Linked DNA regions of Zea mays: region 1 is linked to region 2. The links are chromatin contacts, called in public Hi-C maps. All regions are on one chromosome and are shown on one strand. Each heading gives the region's core, a stretch centred on a gene start, on an enhancer-like site or on the middle of the called end of the contact. The rest is flanking DNA. Distances are from core to core; before and after follow the strand shown.

Evidence for each region. Hi-C and Micro-C count contacts between places; a contact is called where the count stands out from the background.
Region 1: a Hi-C map of bundle sheath shows a contact between it and region 2, with 2.7 times the contacts expected there. The contact joins the promoter of LOC100282988 here to the enhancer-like site in region 2. A contact is called at or near these places in 2 of 25 Hi-C or Micro-C datasets (bundle sheath and ear).

The regions. Positions count from the first base shown.
Region 1 is chr1:40,366,251-40,369,442 of Zm-B73-REFERENCE-NAM-5.0, reverse strand. LOC100282988 (protein kinase APK1A) reads left to right here and starts at 1,393. Exons shown (of 6, transcript NM_001155892.1): 1 at 1,393-1,570; 2 at 2,003-2,337; 3 at 2,418-2,553; 4 at 2,647-2,789; 5 at 2,886-3,009. The coding sequence starts at 1,501.
Region 2 is chr1:39,987,517-39,990,602 of Zm-B73-REFERENCE-NAM-5.0, reverse strand. No RefSeq gene overlaps it. Among protein-coding and RNA genes, the nearest start is that of LOC100273259, 17 kb to the left of the region's middle. Within about 2 kb of position 1,727, at least 14 of the 20 cell types and tissues checked have an H3K27ac peak or open chromatin away from gene starts, as enhancers often do. A contact at or near this core is called in bundle sheath and ear, where this site is marked.

The DNA.
Region 1 (3,192 bases), core at 144-2,643, 380 kb before region 2:
TCCCTACGTGCGGAAAAAACAAGTGTGTTTCTAGGTTCGTGGCCTTTCATTTATGTCGTCGGCGTGGAATGGAATGGAATGGAATGGAAATAGTATTGGCACGCCTCGAAGCTTCTGGGGGAAGTGGGGATAACTAAACGTGCGAGTGCCTGTTATGGAGTACCGGTCGCACACGCGCGCGCGCCTGCCGCGTATATACCAGCACGTTTGTGGTTTCCCCCCCATACAATAGCCGGGCAGATCCAGAGTCCAGACATGAATCCTGCGTTGCATGGCAGCGGTTGGACTGACACCTCCAGCCTCCAGACTCCAGCGTCCAGGGCAGGCTCCAGCTACATCGAAAGGGACCGTCCCTCGGCCACTACACTAATCCGCATCGCCACTTGCGCCCGTGGGTGACGCTTCACCGGCGACTTCCGCGCGCGACTGGTTGTCAATCCGCCAAGACTCGTCGGGGCAATACCGTGGTGCGGTGCGGCTCGGGTCGCCAGTACTAGGTGCCACGCAACAACAAACAAGCAGCAGCGCGGGTGAGCCGTGCCGCCGGATGATGGATCGGCAACGGCAACGCGAGGAGGCTTCCCCTGCGATTCGCTGGGGGGCACGGCATCGGCATGCGCTAAATTCCAAGCAGGCAGGCGCCAACCACCGCCACTTCCTCCTCCTCCAACCTAAATGAGCGTCTGTTTAGTCAAACAGGTGCAGCACCCCGGCCAGGGCCCGGGGCCTACGCCTACGATACATCCCCTATCGCTATCGCGCTCTGTTGTTTTGCACCAATCTGTGCCGGGGGTGCACTATCGCCGTATAACTGTGTATTCGCTGGATATACGTGACTGCGTCTTGTTTTTTCTTTCTTTCTTTCTAGAAAATACAGCATGTGTATATGCATTATCATTAAGGCCAGAAGAGCGCGGCTGTAGCTGTCCAGTTTGGAATGACGTTTTTTTTTTTTGCATTCGTATACCGAATACCGTTAGTCTACACATAGGACCGTCTGAGTTTACATTAAAGATCGAAGCAGCGGAACATTCTCTGACATAGTGGTAACTCAGAAAACAAAAAGGAATGGACGAACGTTGAATCGGTGGAATCATACAGTTTCTGATGGAAGCACAGATCAAAATTTTGGTACTCTTCAACCTGAAGCCGGGAAGAGGCCAAGGCGTGAAGCGCATGGAAAGAAAAAAAAAACAAAGACGAGACGAGACGAGACGAGACGGAAAGCCGGGCTTGCCCGTCCATTAATGACCTAACGGACCCCACGGCGCGCGCCCACCACCAGTCCACCACCCTCCACCGCCCTCCCTCGCAGGCAGGCAGGCAGCCAGAGCCAGAGCCAGCCGGGCAAGCACTGCAGCAGCCATTGTACTCATCACCTCCTTCCCACGCAGCGAGAGGATGACACCACGAGGCAAATAAACCCAGACGTAGTTCAGCTAGCCGCTTCTACCTCCCTCTCCCCCCCCGCCTGCGCGCTGCCGCGAGAGCTCGTTCCTGATGGGGAACTGCGCCGGCGTGGAGGGGAACGCCGAGATCAACCCTTCCTTCAGTGCCCCCAATTCCTCAGGTACTGCAATCTCAGCTTCCTGGTTACTGACTGACACCCAGCGTCCGCCTTCTTAGCTCTGGTTGTTGGAGCGACCTTCTGTTTCTGCTTCCGGTATAGGAGTAAGGCCGGAGCGTTTACTGATCCGTTTCGTTGCACTTCGATCGAGGGGGGAAGGGGGGAAACAAATAACAGCCGGCCTAGATTTGAAATAATCTCCATGCCTTTTTTTTCTTCTTCTTCTTTTGCCCCATCCGACGAGAGTAGAACTATTTACTACTCCATTTCGCGATTGTTGGGAGTCAGAGGTGGTGAGCGAGGATGGCACCGAGCTCCCGTTACAATGCCCAGGTGGTGTATTAGCTAGCCAAATCAGTATGGCGCGTCACGAGGAACAAAGCTTTTTCTTCCTTTGCCTAAATCAGTAGACACGCTTGTGAATTGTGATTCCAGGGACCGCCGGTTCTAAGAGCGTCAGCAAGAACGCGGCCGACACCAGCACCTTCGGCACCAAGACGTCCGGCTCGTCGTCGTCGGTGCCGCCAACCCCTCGTACGGAGGCGGAGATCCTGGAGTCGTCGAATGTCCGCAAGTTCAGCTTCGGCGAGCTCAAAGGCTCCACGAGGAACTTCAGGCCGGACAGCCTGCTCGGGGAGGGGGGCTTCGGGTCCGTGTTCAAGGGGTGGATGGATGAGCGCACGCTCGCGCCCGTCAGGCCGGGCGCCGGGATCATCGTCGCCGTCAAGAAGCTCAAGCTCGACAGCTTCCAAGGGCACCGGGAATGGCTGGTTCGTGTCCCTCCACTCTCCTCTTGTGTTGTTTGGCTCATCACCATAGGTGGCTTTAATCATCTGCGATGACTTTGCAGGCGGAGGTCAATTACCTGGGGCAGTTATCCCACCCTAATCTCGTGAAACTCATCGGCTACTGCTTGGAGGACGAGCAGCGGCTTCTTGTGTACGAGTATATGCCGAGAGGGAGCCTGGAGCATCATCTCTTCAGGAGTAGGCTCTCTCTCGAGTGTTTCGTTCGCGATATCCCTCCATTCTTGGCTTCTCGCTTTATGAAAAAAAGGACTGAATGCTATGGTGTTGCAGGGGGCTCGAACTTCCAGCCGCTCCCATGGAACTTACGCATGAAGGTTGCTCTCGAGGCTGCCAGAGGTCTTGCTTTCCTGCACGGCGACCAGGCCAAAGTTATCTACCGCGATTTCAAGACCTCCAATATCCTTCTCGACTCGGTCTGCTTGCAAAACCGTCCTGTCAATATGTGCAATCCAAACGAACTTCTGTCTAAAGATTCGGAACTCTTTGTTTTACCTTTTATTATATTACAGGAGTACAACGCAAAACTGTCTGATTTCGGTTTGGCAAAGGACGGTCCAAGCGGTGATAAGAGCCATGTTTCTACTAGGGTCATGGGGACACAAGGATACGCTGCCCCTGAATATCTTGCGACAGGTAATCTTTGTAAACATGATTTGGCAGCCAGTAATGTATCGTATTTGTGTCACTGATATTTTTGATGCATTATAATGGCCGTATTAAGAAAGTGGGTAGATTGAACTTTTTTTTTCTTTCATCATAGCTCTTTCTCTTTTATCGATATATTTATTTCATTGTATCTCTCTTTTTTTCGTCCAT
Region 2 (3,086 bases), core at 478-2,977:
TATCTAGGACGGTTAAGTACTTAAGTTTACTCTGGACACTGATTAGGAGAGCGAGTATCCATTGGCCTGCAGCCATAATCAGGATCCCCCTTCGGTTCTGTTCACACTTACTGCAGTCGGTATACGTCATGATGCAGCTTAACAAGTGCACATAACCAATGCATTTCTCGTTTACAATAGCCTTTTTTTTATTTGTCAGGTTCAAGAGTGGATGGGTGTGCTGCCAGTCAAAGGGCCTGTCCTAAGATTTCGGGGTCCTAAGCGAAATTATATACGAAGACCCTGTATATATGACATCAAATTCATAACATCGGGTATTGAGTTTTCTAAAATTTAAATGACTTTTTAAATAAGACAAGTCTCCCGAACAACTTTCTATATAAAATTATCAGATAAAATTACAAGGAGATGGATGAAAAATTAGGGATCAAAGTCCGAGGATGAAGGCTAGACAAGACGATACACAGAGCCGGGGGGCACGTACCAGCTTGTCGGCCTCCTTGGCTTGGCTAATCTGCACGACTTCCTCCTTGAGAGAGGTCACATCCATGAGAGCACCACCGCTCCCTGCAAGATCATGAGACATGAGCTAGAGGAAAAGGATAATCCCTTCTTTGGAATGCCGGATTGATAAAGTGTAGGAATAGAAAAAGTGTAGGAATAGAGTTGAACCACATCAGCAACCATATAAGAATTAAAAACACATGAAAACTTGCAACACAGTGTTTGGATACAACATAGGAAGAACACAGGAATTAGAGCAGAGAGATGGACATAAAAGAAAATTTCCAAGAGGTTGGACCTCATGTTAGAAATCCTCTAAAATCTCACTACAATGGGTCATTCCATATAAATTTTATAGGATTTGTTGAAACTCAAACATTTGTTCCAAAATGGTTGTATAGAAAAGTTTTTATAGGCCTTCAAAATTCCATCACTTTTCCTTTCTTCCAAAGAAAGCCTAAGTCTTATACTACATACAGGATTTGGACTACACACATGCTACACACCCTTAGGGCAGACCCTGCCCATGAAGTGAAGACACACACTAGGCTCTGCTTTCGCTCTGTCTTTCATCCTCCTTCCCCTCTCACTGCCACACATGCACACGAAGGGGCGCCATTATTGACGATCAAAGCTTCCAACACCGACGACGTCCCATGCGTGTAGCTCCTTCGCCCGTCTGCTGCGCCACCTACTTCCCCTCTCACTTCCACACAGGAAAATGTTTTAGACAGTATACGACACAAAATTAACGAAGACATACATGGGTATAAAGCATTATGAATTTGAAATGCATATTATAAAATATGGTAGTTAATGTAGGGTGAACCGGTGGAGGGAATGGTTGGAGAAGTTAACTTATAGGAGGAATCTTATGGGGATAGATAATAAAATAGAGTATAAAGTACACATGGGGTGAGGTAGATGGGAGTAATGGTTGGAGATGTCCTAAAAGATTGGCTCTAGGGGGAAACATCATCGTTTTGAAAACAGCCAGCCTCATAGGGTGGGGGTAGTCTGGTTGCCTCGTCAGAGAAAAAAGTGCAGAATCGATTTTGGCGTGGAGCATAGATATTGGCAGCGTTGCTATTCGGTGCAGAATTGCAGTCCGGTGTAGAATTGTAGCAGCTTGCAAAAGCAGCCAGGTGTAGAATTGCAGAAGCTTGCAAAAGCAGCCAACAAAGCTTATCCAGTGTAGAATTGCAGCTGCAGCCAGCCGCAAGAAGGCAGCCGAATGAACAGCAGTACTACTGCAGTGACTATTTGCACCTTTGCGTGAACAACAGTGACACCAGAAAAGAAAGGAGCAGATTGCAGAAGAACGCAAAATGGAGAGTACAGGAGACCGGGACCCGTTTAGGCTATCCGCACTCATTCAACTCTAAAAATCCACTCTAAAAAGAATATTCCGTCCTAATCAGCAATATTCTCTACTCTATACAACAATTCCCTGCGCTCATGTTTACTCTACATCTCAACTCTATACCAACTCCCACGTTTTATATTATTTTTCCCTCAACCGGCTCTAAGACGTGGCCGCCTGCTCCTCCGTCCAAGTCCGGCATCGCGCGCGAGGAAGAGGTGGTTGTCCACGTGGAGGAATAGGGTATCCACTGCAAGACACCATATCTGAGGTTCGAGCTCGCCTTGGGCCCGGTGCAGTTGGTCATACAGTCCACCGCTGCAGGAATATTTTACTGTAAATGGCGATGCATCCAGTTTGCAGTCCGCGAGTGCAGATAGCCTTAGTTTACGCGAAAGGATCTCTATCATCATGTCTACAGTGTTCAGACTTCATATTTCATATCATCAGTGCTCAGACTTTAGACCTACTATGCTACTTGCATCGCGCTGTACCTTTCATGAAAGATGGTTGACAATGCCATCAATTATCATGCGCCCATTGCAGCCACTGTGCCCGCTGCGCGCATTCGGCCTGTGACCCGTGGTCCTGGGCTAACGCGACGCTGATTATAGTAGATGAAAAGTGAGGGTGGAAGGAGCACAGAAAGAACCAACGCCCGTCCTGGCTAGGGCCAACAGCATCGCGTCGATCATCTCAAGCCAGCTTGGCCCTGCCACTCTCGTCAATGAGCTCTAAATTTTATACTATAAAATTTAAGAATCAAATAAAATCGAACCTTATTTCTATTATTTTTTAACTACAAATTATTTAGGACCCTACAATTTTACGAAGAACTGTCCATCCATTACCACCCCTAATCGTCAGTCGTCGCTCGCTCATCAGTCACCAATCATCACGAACGGCAGGCTCTGGCGCACTTCCATTCCAGCAGCTTTCAGGCACTCATTCAGCTCACCACGCACGTGGGAGGGCTTTCTTTCAGTTTTCTGTTCCAAGGGGGGATCCGTGGTCGTTCGCTCGCTGCACTAGCACTGCACCCCAACCAATCCGTCGCTCATCCTGCGCCTGTAGAAGTGGCTTCAGCACTGCTTCACTGCGCGCCAGCTCTGAGCTACTAGCGGGGTAACCATCAGGGGCTAGTGCTTTTGGCAAGGCAACCAGTGTTCTTTCGAGCTTCGACCACCGGCACGCAACTGCGAACTGTGTGCCTCGACCC